2 separate regions of the Mus musculus genome follow, and region 1 is linked to region 2. The links are chromatin contacts, called in public HiChIP or PLAC-seq maps. All regions are on one chromosome and are shown on one strand. The core of a region is the stretch at or near the end of the contact, and the rest is flanking DNA. Distances in the headings are between cores, read along the strand shown.

What was found. HiChIP or PLAC-seq counts read pairs in DNA pulled down with a chosen protein or histone mark.
Region 1: a contact with region 2 is called in an H3K27ac HiChIP or PLAC-seq map of oligodendrocyte precursor cells, with 3 times the contacts expected there. The contact joins the enhancer-like site here to the promoter of Slc6a1 in region 2. A contact is called at or near these places in 10 of 39 promoter capture datasets (the 3T3-L1 cell line, cranial neural crest, embryonic stem cells and 7 more), 5 of 484 Hi-C or Micro-C datasets (adipose-derived mesenchymal stem cells, cortical neurons, myocytes and 1 more), 6 of 115 datasets of contacts at active chromatin or transcription factors (embryonic forebrain, embryonic hindbrain, embryonic midbrain and 3 more) and 2 of 9 other capture datasets (adipose tissue and pancreatic islet).

The regions. Positions count from the first base shown.
Region 1 is chr6:114,326,911-114,331,810 of GRCm38.p6, reverse strand. No RefSeq gene overlaps it. Among named protein-coding and RNA genes, the nearest start is that of Slc6a1, 47 kb to the right of the region's middle. Within about 2 kb of position 2,065, at least 27 of the 459 cell types and tissues checked have an H3K27ac peak or open chromatin away from gene starts, as enhancers often do. A contact at or near this core is called in oligodendrocyte precursor cells, where this site is marked.
Region 2 is chr6:114,281,310-114,286,434 of GRCm38.p6, reverse strand. Slc6a1 (solute carrier family 6 (neurotransmitter transporter, GABA), member 1) reads right to left here and starts at 3,800. Exons shown (of 16, transcript NM_178703.4): 1 at 3,559-3,800.

The sequences.
Region 1 (4,900 bases), core at 816-3,315, 47 kb before region 2:
TAGGTCATCTGTGCCCCTCTGGTCATCAGTCCCAACACAGGCAAGGCAGCTCAGCTGGTCTGATTCTGAGCTCTGCCTTCACGCTGCCACACACGGTATTCTCAGCGTTCTTTGCCCAGGGTTGTATTGATGAAGTCAAGTCTGCCCCGTGGAGCTCCGGCTTGTTCATTTCTATTTCCGTTATTTGAAAAATCTCACAATCTACCTATCCTCCTGTTGGTGAGCGCTGAGGCCTCCAGTGAAGGCTGTTGAAATGCTGGCGTGAATGCTCTTGTACTATCTACTGGTAAATACCGTGCGTGTGCATTCTAGGGCATGGGAGAGAAACTATCAAAATGGCTGCTCTGTGGGTGGAAAAGAAAAAGTTTATTCCGGACGGCTACAGGCCTCTTTTGGGAAAGCAGAAAAAAGCAGGACCCGGAGAAAATCTAGCTGGTTATGAAGAGAATGGGGTATCTGGGAGGAGGGAGCCTTATCTGGAACAGCCTAGGAACCAGTGTGGAGCTCTGATCCCTGGGAAGCTTGCTTGAGATAATAGAAGACTAGCTGCCCTCTCCAGAAACGGGAGTCTGGCTGCAGGAGCAGATAAGAAAGTAAAGGGCTTCTCCTGGCAAACAAAGCCACTTTATAAGAATTCTGAGGAATACTGAGTGTCTATGGGTCAGAGTCCAGCCTGAGCGAAACCCAAATTGTCATTTGGGGTAGGGGAGGGTTGGAACAAACACTAAGCCTGTCTCTTGTTAGGCAGACCTTTGGGAGTAGAAGTTTTGGGCCCTAGAGCATGCACATGCCTGGATTCATTAAATACTTGCCACCCTGTTTCGTTTTTTTTTTTTTTTAATGACATAAGTTTCTAAACATAGGTAAGTTAATAGTATATTGGCCACCCGAGTGTCTGCCACCTTGATTTAGCTTTAATAGTGCACTGTACATGTTGATTGTGACCCCCACAAGCCATCTATCCACTTCCCCACCCATGTGTCCATCTGTTTACCCACCATATAAGACCCCAAAATGCTGGACATGACAGATGTCTTTGATCCCAACACTCAAGAGGCAGAAGCAGGGAGATCACTGTGAGTTGGAGGCGAGCCCAGTCTACAAAGTGAGTTCTAGGCTAGCCAGGATGCAAAGAGACCCTGTCTCAAACAACACACAATCACACAAACCCTTCCTAACTCCACGCTTCAAGTCTACCTACCATATCTCATTGGCTAGGATTACTCCCACACCCAGATTTCCAACTACTCTCCAGGGCAAAGGACCATACGACTAGAATAGACCAGTCAAGACTCACCAACCAGCTGAGACAGAGCCATGTTCACCTACAGCACAAGGCTGCCTGATACCTGAACAACATCAGAGCTTGGTGTGAGAAGAAAATGGAAAGTGGTCATTGGGCTCCGGTCCCCTGCCTCCAATGACATCTCCAGAGAGCATGCTACAGACAGGGAGATGAGCTGTGTGAAACCCGAGCAACCCAAGGGAGACCTGCAGTTCACTCCACTCCCCAGAGCAGAGGGGCCAGCAGGGGGCAGAGGTCTGCTCCTTTCTTTATAGTATGGGGCACAAGGTGCCTGCACAGCTCTTGACTTTTCTCAAGCCAGGAGATAAAGCCGATTCCCTATCCCTCAGGACCCTCTCATTTCTACAGATGAACCCAGGAAGGTTGCTGTCAACAAGCAAGAGGGAGGGCTACCCTGGCCTTGAGTACCAGACATCAAACGTGTGTCTGAGGCACACAGCAGTGCTCAATAAACTCCCCCCCCCCCTAAGATTGATGTCAGGCTTTAGACAAATTGATACCCGTCCCCAGACCTCAGCTGTGTCATCTACAAAGATGAGAACAGAAAGAATGATATTTGACCGAGCAATCTATCCCACTCTTGAGGCTTCTCGCTCCAGACCAGCGGGCAGCACCTCCTCCCTCCTCCCACCATCTCCCTGCAAAGGTCCTGAGACAAACACAGGCTCAATTGATCACAGCCAGCAGCAGAGCACTGGAAGCTTATCAGACATGCAAATGAGCAGGCCCACATCAGCCCCTTCCAACAGGCAAGCATAATGAGACTTAACACAGATGTCTGCTTAGGCTGTGAGAGCCTGGGAGCCACACTCTGAGATCCCTCTACTGCACTCTAGGCACTAGGGAATTGAAAATGCTGCCCTGCCTCCTCCTACATCTACTGATGCTGAGTGAGTGGCTCTGAGGTGGGGGTGGGGACTTGAACCCATAGCCAGGTTTGGGAACCAGCACTGACAAAGTTTGGCAGAAGCTCCCATCCCTTAGCTATCTCTGGGCCCGGATTCGATCATCCATTAATTTATCTGCTTGTTGGTTTCCTAATTTATCAATTAAGAAATATTAATATTATTAATTAAGGCTACCTAATCTGCCTTCCAGCTTTCTCAATGTTCATCCCGCCACCTATTACCATCCAGACAGTCAGAGCGTACCCTGCTTTCCCAGGGTGACATGTTCTAGGACTTCCATGGATGCCTGAAATCACAAATGATACCAAACCTGCTCAGGCCCTTCCCTCCCACACATGCACACTTACGGCAGCTTCATTTATAGAGTAGGTACAGTTACAAATCAACAACAGTAGACACTGATAACATGAACAAGCCCCCCCCCCCCCGCCCGCCCTGTGGTCAAACAAACATGGCCTCTTGGAGCATCCCATTTTGCTGTACTCTGTACTCACCCTTCTGTGGTGCAAGCTGATGTCACGCCCACAAGATGAGATGTAGGGAGGCTCATGGCATAAGAGTGGTGGCGGTGCAGGACTATGACATCAATGGTCCCTTTTGAACACAAGTGCTGTGGCACTGTGGCACTCAGGCACTCTGGCAGTCCCTACTGTCTGGTGACCAGGCCAGCTACTAGGTGACAAGATGGTGAGCAGTGTACACAGTGTGGACATGCTAGACAATGGCGTGACTCACATCCTGTGTAGGATGCAGCAGGATGATGCGAGCTCTCATCGTGGTACCCAGGATGGCCCACAACTTAAAGCGAATGGATTGCTTATTTCTGGAATTTTTCCATGTAATATTTTCAAATTAGCTGTAATAGAAACTGCAGAGAGTGGAATTGGATGAGTGGGGTGACATCATTTACGACATGGCAGGCACTTTAGAAGAAAAGTTTCTGTCTCCGGAGAGGGGGATGACCGTGAAGCTGCAAAGAACTCGTCAAGATGGCACCCTGCGTCTCCCCTGGAGCCCCCAGAGCACAGGCCAAGCGAGGGCAAGAGCTGGTGGGGAGGGAAGGTTCTCAAAGACTTGTGGTACTCTGGAGCGACCCACAAGTGTAGGATTTTCCCAAGCAGGGGTTAGAGGTCACACCAGGGCTTCCCTGGCAGAACCAGAGGTGAATCAGAGACTTGGGGTCAGTGGAAGAGGGCTGAAGGTTGAGCTCTAGCAGGGCAGAGCCTTTCAGGAACCCCTGGGATTTGTGTGTGGATCTTTGGCTGGAGGAGGCACTCCCAGTCCCTGGCTAGCCCTTAGAGCAGTGGTTCTCAGCCTTCCTAACACTGCACCCCTTTAATTCAGTTCTTCATGCTGTGGTGACCCCCAATCCTAAGATTATTTTCATTGCCTCCTTTTTAACTGTAACTTTGCTAGTTATGAATCATAATGCAAATATCTGTGTTTTCCCATGATCTTAGGTGACACCTGTGAAAGGGCTGTTAGATGTCCACAAAGGGGTCGTGACCCACAGGTTGAGAACCTGCTCTGTAGCTGAGTGTGGAGAAAGAACTGCAGTTCTAGAGAACAGAAGTGGGGCATGGTAGTAGGTAGGTGAACCAGAGCTATAGCCCCAGCAGGAGATAAGGAGAGGGCAGGATGGAGCTGTGACATCAGTGGAGCTGGGGGCTGGGGGGCGGGGGGCAACCGAGGACAGAGTCTAACCTCTCAACCTCACCATGATCTGGGTTGGGAGATGTGATTCTGACTCTCAGGTTGGCTCTCAGCTCAAGTGAAGTCCAGCTGTGGGTCCCACAAGATCATTAGCCTGCTCGAGGTCAGCTGCCTTACTTCAGATAAAGTCTCCTGAGGCCATTAATTTGTTATAAAGCGTCAGCTAGAAACACTCCTGAGCGAAAAGGCCAATTTAAAAATGAATGTTTTCATGATCAGTATTTAGCAGCTTGACCTCTAGGGAATGTTATTCTCACAGTGAGGCAGGACTGGGGAGAAGGAAGAATACGTATCTCAGGTCCCCTGTACTCAGATCCTCTCAGGAGCCCACTGCTGCCAGAAGAGTCACAGAGTCACCGCTGCCAGGTAGGTGTGTAGCCCCTTCCTCCTCTGCTTACATGCCTCCAGGGACAGTGAGCTCACTCCCTAATGACCAAGGCAGGTTTTTTGTTTGTTTGTTTGTTTGTTTGTTTGTTTGTTTGTTTTGTTTTGTTTTGTTTTTTCTATTTTTGGATAGGCCTGGCCATCAGAATGTTAGAGCCTCTTAGCCCTAGCAGACCTTTGACCCTTAGGCCCCAGATGTTCTATCATCCTTTGTCCAGCCCAGACTCACCCATCAGCAACTCAGTCTTTATTGAAGCAATTGCTCCATTTATCATTAGCATCATTTGCCTGCCTTGCCATCTTTCCTCTCCACACACCGCATATATGAGTTACATGTTTCCGAGTTACTTGGGGTTGAGTTTCAGGCATGTTAGCTCTGCACCCTTCAGCACTCATTTCTCAAGCACGGGACATTCTCTTGCCTGACCTCAATGCACTGCTCAAGATCAAGGAATTAACACAGATTCAATATATTTTAATCTTACTACATAGCATATACAAATTCCAGCCACTGATCCACCAAGCCCTTTAGAATAAAAAAGAAAATGTATATATTTATGAAAGTGACTCAAGGTTTATTTCGCTTCTG
Region 2 (5,125 bases), core at 2,551-5,050:
TAACGGCAGAGGTCTCCAAACTTCAGCTTCCCCCTAAGTCAAGAGCCACTAACAACTGACTGATGCCTGGTCTTCTCGAGCTGTGGTTAGGCTCAGATGCTGGGGACGCACTCGGGAGACCCTGTAGTTTCTCTAGTGGGCTGTGCCTGTGCTTCACCGCGGCCGGTATCACCTGCAAGAGACTTAGAGACTTGATGGCTGAGTTCAGACTCAGCCCCATTTATTGTCCTCTGATACAACAAGTACACAGGGATAGGTATACACAGCTCACAGGAGCTTATACAAATTAAATGACACAGAAGTGTATCATGGGGCACGTTCTGTGGCACATTGTCAATATGCAGGCAATGACAGTTGTCCCTGTAGTTGCAATGCTGGCGTGAGGATGAGGGTTCTTGGAAATTGTTCCTCTGTTTACATCTGAATTCCAGGTCTCTGTTCAAGCGTCACAGCTTGCGTTCACACCTACTGCCTGTACCAAGAAACAGGGCCCTGTTCTGCGTGGGCTTCTCTCTGCTTCCTTCTGCCTCTGAGGGCTCAGAGTCAGTCTATGGTAGAGGACAGTGCTAGGTGTCTAACAAATTCACAGAGACACCTCTTCCAGGAAGCCCTATTTTGAGATTAGAATCTGACTGACCATCCTCTTCCCTCTCAGAGGCAGGGGGTGGGGGGTAGGGGGGAGGCTCTCTTCCACTACCTAAGAATGACTTTCAGAGAATAGGGCAAAGCTGTCAAAAAAAAAAAAAAAAAGTCGACAAATCCTGGAGCAGTGGATACTTGGTGACCTCATCAGCTGGGGGAGGGGCTGCTCTCATTAGCAGGGGGAGGAGCTACTCTTTGCAGATGAAGTCATTTCAAGGTCATCTGAAGTCATTCTAAGGTCATTTCCATCTCAGCGAGGGCTGACCACTATTCCCCAAGTAAAGGATTGGTAACATTGCAGCGCTGAGTGAAAAAGACAGCTCCTATTTAGGCAAAGACAGGCCCTGTTGCCACGTTTCCATTTTAGGACCAGGCAAGGAGGCATAGGGGTGCTCTCTCCTTGGGTTTGGCTTCAGGAATGCAATGGACAGAGCAGGGAGCTGTGGTTCAGCACAGCTTGAGATCAAAGGGCGACCTGTCGCGACATGGAACAGGCAGCAGGAAAAGGCATGGGACACTGCCCACTCTCAAGACTCTCAAGGTCGGGGGAACTTTCGGAATGCAGAGGGCTGCAAATAGGGGCCAAGTCTGGATTTGCTAGGGTCGACACTGGGCCGGGCATCCAACAAGCAAGAGACGGGGAGGGGGAGACAGTTCTGAATTCCAAGTGACCTGAAAAATCTCTCACAGCCAATCCTAGGAATGGCATTTCTGTGGGAGGCAATTTATTTAATGTTGCTCTAGATGTGCCACTTGCTGGGAAGGAAAAGAAGTAGCCATTTCTCTGACAGCAGGTCCAGAGGGACTAACTCACTGTCTGCCATGAAATCTCACTGTCACTACTCTTCCCTTGACTATCCCACTTTACAGATGTGAAGACTGAGACCGGGGAAGCACACTATGGCAGCCTAGGATTGCCTTGCCTCCTCCTTGCTGTGTGACCTTGACCAAGTTGTTCTCCCTCTTTGTGTCACCCTCTCCTCATTTCTGAAGTGAGGTTTAAAGCAGATCCTGTTGTACAAGGTTAGAAATGACAAGCTTGACGCACCAAAAGATTTTGACATTCCATTTCTTCTTTCCAAAGGGGATTAGAACTTGGCCAAGATCACCTGGCCAAGAAATTGTAAAAGTACCTAGCCCAAGGCATATTCATTCGTTCCTGGGTGTGGATTTGAACAAAGCATTTTATAACCTTCCTGCCTCAGCAACACAGGTAGACGTAAGGGCAGGTCATAGCTAGCTGGACCATTATTAGGCAATCGCCTTCCACCCAGGTGGGCTTTATTCTGGAACACATATTGAGTTCTTCCTGAGTTCTGGGTCTCACATAAACAAATTCACATCCCTTTCTCCTGGGTTGCCAGGAATGTCAAATACTGGGCTGAGACTAGTGTGGAGTTATGTGCATCTTTCTTTAGCCTTGCCTTCACCCTCTTAGCTGCCTATTCTTTGACCTCTGGACCCCTCGTTAGAGCCTCACCCAGGAGACCTTACTTCTCAACAAATGTGGGTCCCCAGAACACGGTTTCCACTGGGGACTGATCATTGCCGTTTTTTCCCTCAGTGGTGACCGGCCGTCTGTCTCCTGTGCCTTTCTCAGGGAACCCCACTCCACAGAAGCTCTGGGGACAGGGCAGCCTGTGTCTCACTGCCTGGGACTCACTGTTTGTCCTCTAGCCACTGGCCACCAAGCCAGCACTTGGCTGGAGCAGAGCGCTTTCTTTGTTTGCCGCCTGCCTGGCAATTCCTTTCTGAGGCTCAAGGGAGGCTCAGCCATTTTGCCCTCCAGCTCTAGGGAAAGCTCCCTCTTTCTCTCTTCTCTGCAGGGACTTACACCTCCCAGAGCCACTTTCTTTCTGCCTCCTTCGTTTGGAAGAGGGTCTGAGGATGCTTTGATCAAGACCTGATCCATCCTTTCCAGAACTGGGGTGGGGAAAGACTGCAGGGCACTTTGAATTCCCACAGATCGCTTTTGTTTTGCAATTTGGAAGTTGGGGTATGCACGCTCCACTGTTTCCACCAAAGTTCACAACAGAGAACATAGGCAGGACCCAGCACACCATTTTTTTTTTCTTTTGTCCAACACATTCCCTGTTTGCCATAGAAAAACTGGGGCTAGCATCAAGTTCCACTCGGCTGGACATAGTCCCTTCCCTGATGTGGCCACAGTCCTTTTCACCCCTGATCTTCGTGGGTGGGCAGGAGGTCCAGCCAGTAGACCTCAGGTGTCTTGGTCTTATAAACTGGCTTTCAAAAACCCATTTTTCCCCTTGAGACTCAGGTCTGTTTTGAGAGGACATTGGCTCCGTACAAAGCTGCCCACTCTGAGTCTCTTGTTGGAAGCCTAAAGCAAACACAGAACGGGACATCTGTGGGTGTCACCCATGGGGTGGGTGGGTACGGAGGGAAGCATGGAGAAGCCGTGATAATTGCCACAGAAAGGAAAGAGAAAAAACCTGGGAAAGGCAAACCACGGGAAGTCCTGGCCCGACCCACCTTTTGCACTGGGCATCTCTCAGGTGAACAGGACAGCAGCGCCAGCTTGCGCGCGCTCAGTCCCAGCTGCTGTACACTTTCTTAGAGACAAGGTTTCTTAAGAGCTTGAGCTGCCCCGGGATGGGAAGGAGATGTCTCCATCCTCGGGTAGTCCCCAGCCCCTCCATCCTCCCGCCCCTAATAAATAAGGCATGCGGAGACTGGGGATGTGGCGCAGGTTGGTCTGGCTCCCTCCTGGGCACCCCGCCGTCGGCTGGCGAACGAACTAGGACATAGACGGCACCTGGCCTCTTGGGACCCTCCCGCCTCCGGAGCATCCCTGGGATGCAGCTGGCGCACGTCGTGGGGCGAGGACGGGGGACGATGCAGCCTAGGGTCCCGCCCTCCACCCAGTGCCCCGACGCCAGCCTCCCTTCCTACCTGCGGCCGGGGCTGCGCGGGCCGCTCCGGGCTCGGCCGCGCTTGGACGCGGGCGCCTGGGCTCCTGGGCTCGCGCAGCTCGCCTGCAACCTCTCAGCTCTCTAGGGCTCCCAGGGCCGGCGGAGGGGGCGGGGCTGTCAAGACACGCCCTCTAGGCGGGGCTTGTCCGTGCCGTCTTGCCCGCCCCTACCTTTCAGCCTCCATCTCCCACCTTTTCTGTTCCTGCTCCTCTCTCCCAGTTACCTCTGCCCTACTCTCTCTTCCCTCTTCCTTCTGCCCTGTTCCCCCTCCCTCTGCCTGCCTCCTCCTCCCTCCGCCTACCCCCTTCTCTTTCCTCCCTCTGCCCTGCTCCCCTCCTTCCTAGGCCCTGCCCGCCTTGCCTCTTCTCTCTGCCTGCTGCCTCCTCTCTTCCCCATCTCCCTCCCACCTCCTCTCTCTCTCCCAGCCCTGCTCCCTCTCCCTCTTTTCCTTGGCCTCCACCCTCCTTCAGTCTCCTGGCCTCAAAGGTCTACCTTAATTGGTCTCTTGGTTTCTCTGGCTCTGTCACATCTCTCTTGGAAGCATTGTGGCAGTGGGGTAGGACTCTTCCCTCCTCTCTACCTCTCCTGTCTGCAGCTTCCTTCTTGGGAAACAAAGTTACCACCTGAGCTACTAGGTTGGGAAAGACTGTCACTGCAGGATTGGTCTTGGAGGATGTGTGTGTGTGTGTGTGTGTGTGTGCAGCAAACCACAAACTGGAAACCCCCAGGGTTGGCTAAGGACCCTAGGTGCTCTGCTTGCAGTTCTTGAGGCGTGAGGGATTATCTAGAACACCTCTGCCCCTGGCCAGCTCCAGCTACCTCTTTCCAAGTCCAGACCTTCTGGCTCCTTCCGTGGAGGCTTTGGGGAAAGGGGCATCTCTCCCTTTTCCATGTTCCCCAAAGACGCAGAAAGAATTCATTATCTCCAATTTCAATGGCCTCCTGCTTCTATCCCAGGGTCTGGCATTCAATATCTGACTTCCCATCCTCTAATTGCATTAACCCTGGGGTCTCCAACCTCAACTTCCAAAGGCTACATAGCTTTTGACTCTTTCTCCGCACTTCCTCCCACAAGCATCTAGGCTTAGGGCCCTATGGCCTCCTGACTGGTTACCAGGTGCTGACTGTGTGTACTTCAAATGAATCTTTCTGGGGCTCCCGTGAGCCCCACACACTCTGGTCTGGGCTTAGGGACACAATGGTAGACGCACAGGCCACTGCTCTTCTTATGGGGCAAGTGAAAGAAACGGGCTTTTTCCGAAACAACCTTTCGAGAGCCCAGACTGACAAGCTCTGCCAGGGCCACCCATGAGGGTCCCAGCCTAGGTTGGGATGAGGCATAGGTCCACCCATGAAAGTGCCACTGGGGTGGGAGCTGATGCGTGGATGAAACGACAAAGCTGTCAGGGGAAATGTGGCCGTGGCTCCCAACAAGATTAGGGAAGCAGCTTTTAATCCCAGCACTTGGGAGGCAGAGGTAGGTGGATTTCTGAGATCGAGACAAGCCTGGTCTACAGAGTGAGTTCCAGGACAGCCAGGGCTACACA